Linked DNA regions of Gasterosteus aculeatus: region 1 is linked to region 2. Evidence: chromatin contacts called from public Hi-C data. All regions are on one chromosome and are shown on one strand. The core of a region is the stretch at or near the end of the contact, and the rest is flanking DNA. Distances in the headings are between cores, read along the strand shown.

The links. A called contact is a pair of places that touch in the nucleus more often than the background predicts.
Region 1: a Hi-C map of skeletal muscle shows a contact between it and region 2, with 4 times the contacts expected there. The contact joins two enhancer-like sites. A contact is called at or near these places in 2 of 6 Hi-C or Micro-C datasets (both in skeletal muscle).

Annotation. Positions count from the first base shown.
Region 1 is chr17:14,518,066-14,523,296 of fGasAcu3.hap1.1, forward strand. plxna1b (plexin A1b) reads left to right here. Exons shown (of 32, transcript XM_040203502.2): 14 at 1,236-1,359; 15 at 1,471-1,607; 16 at 4,048-4,215. Among protein-coding and RNA genes, the nearest start is that of LOC144388972, 43 kb to the right of the region's middle. Within about 2 kb of position 2,541, at least 3 of the 9 cell types and tissues checked have open chromatin away from gene starts, as enhancers often do.
Region 2 is chr17:14,316,007-14,320,755 of fGasAcu3.hap1.1, forward strand. The region is part of intron 4 of chchd6b (coiled-coil-helix-coiled-coil-helix domain containing 6b); the gene reads left to right. Among protein-coding and RNA genes, the nearest start is that of chchd6b, 12 kb to the left of the region's middle. Within about 2 kb of position 1,620, at least 1 of the 9 cell types and tissues checked has open chromatin away from gene starts, as enhancers often do.

The DNA of each region.
Region 1 (5,231 bases), core at 1,291-3,790, 200 kb after region 2:
GGGAAGAATGTAGACACGTATGTTCTCGCTCCGGCTGTCTCTTTCTCTCAGCTCACACTTGTACCTCATATATTTCCTGTTCCTGAGACTGGATTGAAATTGAATTGCTGCTGGTGTGTCTAGTATTAGTGGGCTCGTCATTCACCTCAGTCATTAAATATTCACCAGATTTGATTCTACATTGGGAAAAAAAGAGTTGAGAAGAGAAACGCAACCTGCCATAACCTTTTTCATTGGCTTGCTGGTAGTTTGTTAAATGTTTGACCGTCACATTCCACCTCAGTTATTTGATTTAGGAAGGCGTAATTTATAATGTTGTCATCGCTACAGATGCACCTGCACTTTCTGTCTTTCTAACCAGGTAATAACAGCTCAATGTAGCCGCCTGCCATCCGTGCAGTAATGAGGAAAGTGAAGCGCAGTTTCCGACTGAGAGCTGTCCAGCATTTTAATGGCGGCCCCTGTCATAGTGGGATTGAATGAAAAGGGAAATAAAAACAATGGAAACAGAAGGCATCGGAATGTGAAATTCACTGTCGCCGCAGTTGCCATGGTCACCTGCGGGAGGATATAAGCAGGAGAGTTAATAACTCATCGCAGGGAGGGAGGGAGGGAGGGAAGTTGAGGAGTCGTGTAGGATATGAGCTTGTTCAATTAATCAGCCTATCCCACTTTACCCCCCCCTCCCCCTCTCTCTCTCTCTCTCTCTCTCTCTCTGTGTCTCTCCTTCCCTTCCTCCCTCTCTTCTCTGCACTATTGCCCTTTCTCTGTCTCATTCGTTTCTTTCTGGCTAATTAACAGTCAAGTGTGTCTCCATTGGAGTGTGTGTTCCCCCCCGCGGGCCACACCGCCACTCGTACCCCCGCTCAACCATTTCTCCAGAGGATTTTCGTTTGGCCGGCCAGCGCCCAGGGCCAAGTGCGAGGTTTATAGTTCCATTTCGTGCCCTGATGCAGACACACACACACATAAACACGCGCACGGAAAACTCCGCCCTGTCATATCACCGTAGATTTCCTCTAATACAACATTCGCTGTGTCGTTTTGTTATTTTTATGACTGAGGTTTCGAAACAGTTCATTAAGAACTGTTGGTATTTCTTGCTGGTTGGGTGCATGTTTGGCCAAGCGTCCATCATCTGAATTGGCCGTCTCATTGATAAGCAAAAACTGTATAGAAAACCGGCGTGTATGCTTTTTTTTTCATCTTTCCACCGCTGTGTTTCCCCTTTTCAGGATTGTGTGCCGTCTGAATGATGCAACAGGTTACAGGGTGCAGGACGCTCAGGTAGAAGTGTGCGTTAGGGACTGCATTCACCCCGACTACAAAGCCGTGTCCTCCAAGGCCTTCACTTTTGTGGTAAGTGCTGCCACGTTACAGCGAGGACAGATGTTTTCAATATTTGAAGTTTCTGTTAAAGCTCTGAAGTTCTTATTCATCCACCTGTCCTCTGCCTGTGTCCCCCTGTAGTCCCCATACTTTACCCGAGTCCTTCCTTCCACTGGGCCGCTGTCTGGAGGAACAAGGATCACAATTGAAGGCAGTCATCTCAATGCAGGCAGTGCTGTGTCTGTGAAAATAGGACTTCACCCCTGTCGCTTTGAGAGGTGAGCGAAAACAAATTGCTTTTAACGCAATGCATTTTGTTAGCTTGCGTTTGATTCGCAGCGCGTTTGGAATATATAGTAAGAAGTATTGCACCATACAGTCTTAGTGTTTTATAGAGCTATTTATTAGGACTGAATATTATTTGACAATATACAATATAAGCACCAATGCCAGCCTTTAAAGAGGAATGAAATCGGGTACATTCGATACCTTTTGTGGTTCTTCATTTGATATCCTTCATGTGAGGTGAAGCGTTGAGTTTCCTAAAGGTTTCAATACTCCCTATTTTGGTGTTTTGAGTACCAAACCAAGCCCTAGTATGTTTGTTTGTTTTGTGGCTTATAGATCATTTTAGGTCACAAAAATAGCCTTTTTTCTGTTAGCTGCTTTTGATTTGCCGCAGGTCTGAAAAATACTAGCGGCAAGAAGATGACCCATGGTACTGTAATTCACTGCAATTGTGAGAATGACAGTGTAGCCTTCTCTGGGAAGATGATATCATTGTTCAGTTGTGGTGTGAATGACTTAAGTGCATGGCCCACAGTTTGATATATTGGTACATGAAGCCCAGATATGACCACAATTTTGAAAGAATAATACGGGGTAGCTTTTAATCAGAAATCCAAATTTTTCCAGCTTTGAATGACATTTTATTTATTATTCATTCTTTGTTTTTATTACCGTCTGCTGCTGTTATCTTGCATTGCCAATCTCTCTGCAAGAGATTAAACCTATATTTCAAGAGGAGACAAAGATCCAATGTGATATGACTCTAATTCCTTGAGCTGAGGACTCTATTGTTTCTTTGAGTTCCTGGCAAAGTGACAGAGAATTGAGCTCCGGACTAAATCCACTCATGTATGGTTGCTGGCAGATGGCAGAGAAACGAAACTAACTGAAAAGATTGTCAGTTACTAAACAATCACCTAACTGTACTGTAGCGAAAGGAAAAAGCTTGACTGATGAAAGTGAATATTGGTAACAGGAAGAACACGTTTACGTTTTTCCGTTGTAGCTGAGGCACTAGTCCAGTTTCTCTTGTTTCTCCCTTTCTTGTCTCTATTTTTAGAACACATTTCTTTATAACACCGGTGTTTTAATTATAGTCGTTCTCTACTCCCAGGCAACAAGTGACAGGTTAAACTAATGAGCTCGGACCTATCAAGTTCTTTATATATCATCAAAAGAAAGTAAAGGCCAATTTAAAGCTCTGAAGCACATCCCAAGTAAGGTGAACATAATAGTCTTGGCCTTTCATTCACTGAGCAGCAATAACCTTTATGGCCAAAGTAATGAACTGTTTGAGTCCATCTTTTTTAATGTGTCTTCGTATTCAACAGGGCCTCCACTTCAATCAAAACCTATTTACCCCGAGTCACTCATCCTCTTATCTCCGCCTGCAACCCCATTCCTTTCCTTCTCTTTTCTTTCTTTCCGTGTCCCCTCTTGGCTTTCTTTTGTGTGGCCGCAACCTTGTCAGAAATACGTACGCGGCACCACAAGCGCTCTCAGCAGCGACCGTGTTGTGAGAATGGTTGCCATGGAGACGTGGCACTAGTGGAATGTCAATTTTTTTCCATATTTTCCTTCTTTCTGCACTCCGTCTTCAGTCCTGTTTCCTTTCGAGGACGCTGTCGAGAATCGCCTCTTGGAGAGAGCGGCGATGTGTGGCCAAAAAACGCCCGGTTCCCCCGGTCTTTGCTTTTCTCCACTCTGTACCCAATCCCAGCCCACGCCAAGCTGCGGCGATAAAAGTCATATTTTCCATCATCTTCTTTCTTTCTGTTGATTTCGCTTTCACAGCAGATGACGGGGGAGGATTTGTGTACGGATCAGCTTGTTCTACCCATGATCAAAATGTCACACGTCCTGACGGGGGTAGGGGACGGTGGAATGAGCCACTGCAGCGGGGCGCAGAGTTTAGCAGCAGGTCACAGCTGCCCGTCTTCCAGGAAGGGAGTTACATCAGACAGAGAGAGACGACCAGCCTGATCTGCCACTTCAGATCTTCAGATCAGCCAGAGGAAGCACAGGAGGGAAGGACAGACAGAGACATAAAGGAGGAGGGGGCGAGAGAGAGAAAGAGGGAGCGCTTTGAAGTACAGTACTCTGTGATTCGGGCTGATGAAACCACGGCTGGACACGCTGAAAGATGTCGGCCTTGAGGTTGGGCGACCGTCCCCTCTGTCTGTCTGTCTGTCTGTGTGTGTGTGTGTGTGTGTGTGTGTGTGTGTGCGCCTTTTTGTCGCGTCTGATAAATAATTCAGGAGTTATTTTAGGGATGATTAAGAATTTCTTTTTTTCTGCGCTCACCTAAATTTGTATTCTGTGCATCTGTCAGAGAGTCAGCTCCCAAATACTTAAACCATCAGCAACATTTCAATGTAATGTCTCTAACTATCTCTCCTGCCCTCCCAACTTCATCTCCTGCTCTTCTAGGCGGGGCAACAAGGAGATTGTGTGTGTGACTCCGGCGGGACAAACCCCAGGTACCACCCCGGTCATGGTGGATATCAACTCTGCTGAGCTGAGGAACCCGGAGGTCAAGTTCAACTACTCTGACGATCCCACCATCCTCAAGATCGAGCCCGACTGGAGCATCGCCAGGTAAGGACACAACACGGGCTTTTCCTGTTGTGTGAAGGTGCAAGCTACGTGTTGCAAATAAGCTTCCAGTGATGGCAAAACCAAGACTGCCTTATTGATTCATTCTCACTTTTCATGCATTGCGTATGTCAACCAAACAGTGATTTCGAGGTGAATAGCTCCGATATCAGCTCAGATATGGCCGATATCAGCCAGTTTGCAAACCTTTGCAAACTGGCTGATATCGGCATAAATTGGTCTATTTTTCAAGCTCTCCTGCGCCAAACCGCTAATTCCACCAGAATTCATTTGTAAAATGTCCTACAAACATTTAGATGTCTGGACTTCAAATCAATACAGTGTTTGATCTCCAATCATGCTTGATGAACCTCTTTAGAACAGATACAAATGCATTAATCCATTATTGAACTTGTTGGTGGATGTTCGAACCATTAACGCCTGGTAGAAATATGATCCCTGAATGTATTATTACACAAGCATACTGAGTCCAAAAAAAAGAACTACATTCTACTCCACTTTCATACTTTACTTATTTTTGAAAGTAAATCGTCGAGAGCAGGAGGAGCAGTGAAAGCGGTTCCTGAAGCAGTGCACTGCTACAGTTGAGTTGCAGCAGAGATGTATCTGTAAATATTACTTGACTTATTGAAATGAGACTACACACCCGCGGGAAGATTTCTTGTGCAAACACAAGCTGTGTTGTGGAGAAAAGAGAAGAAGCTTGGAGCTACCAAGTGCTAATGGGCTCACTTGCGTGACCTAGAAACTCTTCTACTCCTCAGCTCAGAAAGGAAGCACAAACACACACTGTTCATGTCTCATTTACTTCAAAAGTATCATTTCAGGAACATGTTGAAAGTTTTCTAGGCTTTTTTTACTCTTGCTTTTTCTTATAATCCAAAAAACAAGCTACTATTCAAATATTGGGAGAATCCAACAGAACAGCCGACATCACTTGCCCAAGTTGCATGTCTGAAGCCTAGTTTATGCTTCTGCGTTTTCAGAGAGACGCAAGG
Region 2 (4,749 bases), core at 370-2,869:
TTGTAAAATATATATCTTGTTTTGAAAAAAAATAGTTTACGGTTACTGAAATGCATTCATTAATGAGACTGTTTCTGCTGGTTGTAGCAGTGCTGCAATTTTTATGGATATTGTTTTGTTGAATTTCTTTATTTGTTTGTTTTTCAATTTTAAGATTTCAAACAAAAGAAATCTAATACAAAGGGCAGTCAGTGACACGTGTTTCGGATTTGAAGCGGTCTTAGAATAGCTGTACCCAATCAGAGTCTGAAGGTCGAGGAAATTCCTCCAGAGTGGACAAGGCGGTATGAAGAGATCGTTGGACATAAAACTTTATTCTCTCTCTCTATTTGGCAAACTGTGAAGATATTTGAGTGAGAGAGATGGGGCAAATGACAATCTCTCTCCATCCCCCTTTCTCTCCTTTTCATTTCTTCTCTCATTTCCTGCACCCTTTCAAATCTTCCCCAAACGAAACCATTCCTCTTGTTTGCCCGACGTCTCTCTTCTTCCGCCTTTTTCCCGTCTCTTATCTATCTGTGTGACTGTCTGCGGTGTGAAAGCCGGCTGATGGGGAAGTGTTAATTCATTTAACCCGCCCCCGATGAGACGACAACGCACATTTAATGAGCAAACTAAGCTCGAGTTAACCAATTCATGCCACTGGAATCTTTTCTGTGCCACGTACATGTTTGTGTCTGTATTTTTTAGTGCACGCCTGTGTGCACATAACTGGCACAGGCGATATGATTCATGGATATGTGTTTGGATCACTGTCCTACCAAAAGTGCATTTGAGGTCTGATGCAGATGGGTTAGAGTTAATATTGGAAGACAGGAGGTGCTTTGTGATTTTCAAGTTGCTCAGGCATCAAGTAAATACTTAAGGGATAACGGTGTTTCGCTGTATTTAAGTATCCCCAAGTTCTCTGATTATGTCATGAGTAAAACACATTTTTAAAGCATGTCAGCTTTATTTTTTAAAGTAATGCAACATAACAAAGTTCAGTGTGCCTTTTTGAGGGCAAAGCCACACAAGCACTCTGGCGTTCTACTAAGGATCATCGTCGACCAAACTAGAGCGGTAGGGAAAGCACTCAGTTGTATCAATGACATTTATTCCTGGCACACGTGATGAATATGCTTACCGTACTTATTTCCATAGTTATGACGGGGTCTGTGATTTAGCTCTTATTTTCCTCTATTTGTCTGTTCCTCTGGTTCTCTCTAATTAAAAAGCCAAATCAGGAGTGTAACTGCGCAAACTGTCTGCCAGTGACCTTCTTCAGCCTAATCCTCATTTTGACACTCTCTGTTTCTGTCTGTCTTTGTCTTCTCTCGTTCTTTCTCTTGCTTGCTCTCTGTTTCTGCCCCCCCTCCAACCTCACTCAAAGTACAAAACCACACCAAAATGCTTTTCCCCTCAAACCCACAGATTTATTCAAATGCACAATTTGCATAATTCCATATTTACATAATTGATTTCCAAGGAAGCGTATCTTACTATGTGAGATGGTGTTAAGAGACCAAAAGGTTTCATCTTGTCACATTTCTGTCATTTCATCTGCACACCCACACTGCACGCACGCACACACAGCAGTGTTATGTAAGGAAACACAAACACACACACACACTGTGTTGGTAGACTGAGTTTCAAGTCTAAATCAAGCATGAACCATAGTTCATGCTTGATTTAGACATAGGTGCATCTGGTGACCTATGTGGAACAACCACAGAAAAGACGATTCAAGCAAACATAGATAATACAATGTATAAAGATCCATTTAACCAGAGAGATAAGAAGTTTCATCGTTGCTTCATCTTGGTAAATGATTTTGTCCTTTTACCATGTATGTTAGTTTTTGTAGTTTTCCTTCAGTTCTGGTGGCGTGCAATGAACATATAGCTTTATGTCATGAAAGTGGTTTTAAAAAACAAAACATTCCTCTGAAATTCCTATGAATTGTATTATGTGGAGAGACTTAGCCCGGTCCGTCTCTGCTGGTGTGCACCCATTTAGGCTGTATGATTGGTTGTATTTTAAGAGTAGGAAAAAACTGAACTTATAACTGTACTTCTGGATTTGTAAAACGGCCACAATGGAAGGTGGAGTTAATAGTTAGCCATTGACTTCCTAAACATTGTTAAAATATAGGTATATACTGGAAGGATTTCACAGTGCAAGAGTCCGTTGTTCACATTCTTGATTGAAACTAATGAAAAGCTAGAGCTTCAGTGCGAGCTTGAAACCGGGGCCATTTTCTTATTCCTTCATGGCCGACCTATCACTGCAGGAAGTGAGTGTGAGTATCGGCAGTCAGTTTTGTTAAGTTACAGAAATGGTCAGAGTTCTTTGACAACTCTGGCTCCTTTTGGAGGAGACTGGTATTTCTAAAGATGGTTATTGTTCACATAATTTAATGATTGTATTCATCCGGCTCCAATATCCATGTAAGTTTCACTAGTCATTTTATTGGTGGGGTAGAATCAGAGGCAAGTATTGTTGCTATAGTTACCTGCAGTTCAATACATCCTCTGCATATCCATATGTGACACCTGCAAGCCAGTTAGTCTGTGGTGTTATTTATGTTTACTGAAGGACCCCAATTAACTTGATTTAATAATGCCTTTAATGCTTTGTGTTTGAGCCTTATCTTGGTAAAAAATAATTGGAAATATATAAGCCTTTGTCTATTTGGAGGACTTTCCTGGTAATGTTTTGCTGGCTCAGTTGATCCAGACCTTTAATGTGCAGGCCAAGGCTGCTGACTGGTGGTCACTAGGGAGCTCAGAGCTGCAAAAAAACACGAATGAGTGGATGCACCTGAAATGCTGTTGTCCGTTACGGCCCATGGACTCCACCAAATTGCTTGTGTGTGTGTTTGTCTTTATCTGCACCACGGCAAGCCCCTTCACCTCCTTTCAAAAGTCTATCATCTATGGAAATGGGACCTCCACACTCCTGTGAGCACTCTGTGGGGTTCCACACACACACACACACACACACACACACACACATTCATTTTAGGGCCTGCCACCAAAGAGCACGGAGGTTAAACAGATGGCATTGGTTGTATTCGTTACGCAGATTACCCAGCGCGCGCACACACACACACACACACACACACACAGCCACACCACACCAACTCCAGCGACCAGCTTTGTGAGTTCACCTCATTTAACTGAATGGTGTTTTTATGAGGCATGGCTACATCGGAGCCCCCCCCAACACACTCTAATCTATCCCTTTCAATTCTGTTCCTAACACTGGACTGGGAGCCCTTGGTTTGAGTGGACAAGACAAAACACAAAACAGTGTCCCAGTGCTCTGCCTTATACATACTTGAAGTGAACATGATTGATTTGGTCATAGAATTGTTGGAACGTATAGTGTTCTGCCATACATTGGAGTTGGAAGACAATGTTTGGATCATACTTGGATCTTCTTCAGGTCATAATGAAAATTGAATTCCATTCACATATAAATAAATCATGGCACATACAGTACACCACTAGGCTGAGAAGCTTAATCATGGGCACTGGGGTTCATATGATATGAACGCAACTAACAGTTCACTAATCACATGTGGGGGGGTTATTGCTGGGCAACAACTCAATTCCAATAATGTATCATCTTTCAATGGAATCATATTGTGGAGAAATCTTATATAGAGATATCGTGATACGCGTTTGAACCGTCTAAATTGATAATTACAAGGACATTCTACTGATTTTTTTTAAAGAAAATCTGAATTCATAGTAATGCTGCATGTGAGATTTGTGAGATGCGAGAAACTACTTGATTATCTGATTAACAAACATGGATTCAATCAAGAATCAGATTTATAGGGCTATACATTACTAAGAAAACCAGATAGAAAGCTGCAAGTTCTTCTTTCTGACTGGCCTATTAAGACCTACATCTTTTAATGACATCATTGCCTTTTAAACACAAATCTGCTAATAAATATATATATATATATATATATATATATATATATATATAATATACAATGAGAGAGAGTTGGCCCTTGTATGGCTACATATAATACAACTACATATAATATATATATATATATATATATATATATATATATATATATATATATATATATTATATGTATTTTTTTTGTATTGTGTTTCTGAATTTTTATAAAAGCAATACCTTCTCTTTACTTGCCATACAAGCACCAACTCTCTCAAGTCTGTAACAGGTAATAAATATCTCAGGGATGTTTCACTAGTAGGTTTTCAATAGTGATGACTCATTTAAAGGCTTTGTTGGAAAACGGAAATATTGCCCAGTGTTTTGTATGTGGAAAAAAATTGACTTGTGCCTGTGCATACTGGCAGAAAAATGTAATAATAACAACAAGGACAATTCAATGTGTTTTCTAACCTCAGCAAAGCGGTCTGTTATCTGGTGGCTCTATGAATGATGGAGAAAGTTGGATGTATTATGACACTGTTGAGACCAAAACGACATACGCCAAACAACTGCCGAATCTCAGGTTTTCTAACTAACACGTATCCGTTATTCAATGGTCACTTGTACATAGCGGTGTTGATTACTCTGTGACGGCTGTATTAACCTTGCTCCCTTTATCGCATACTCCTACTGTTATCTCTTTCCTTCTGATGTATGTTCTCTCATCATCTGCCTAATCCCTGACTGCTTCTTTATTTATCCTCACTTAACTCCTTTCCTCATTATAGTGTACGTGCCTTTTATCCTTCCCCCTGGTTGTGTCTGATCTCGTCCTGCCTTGTT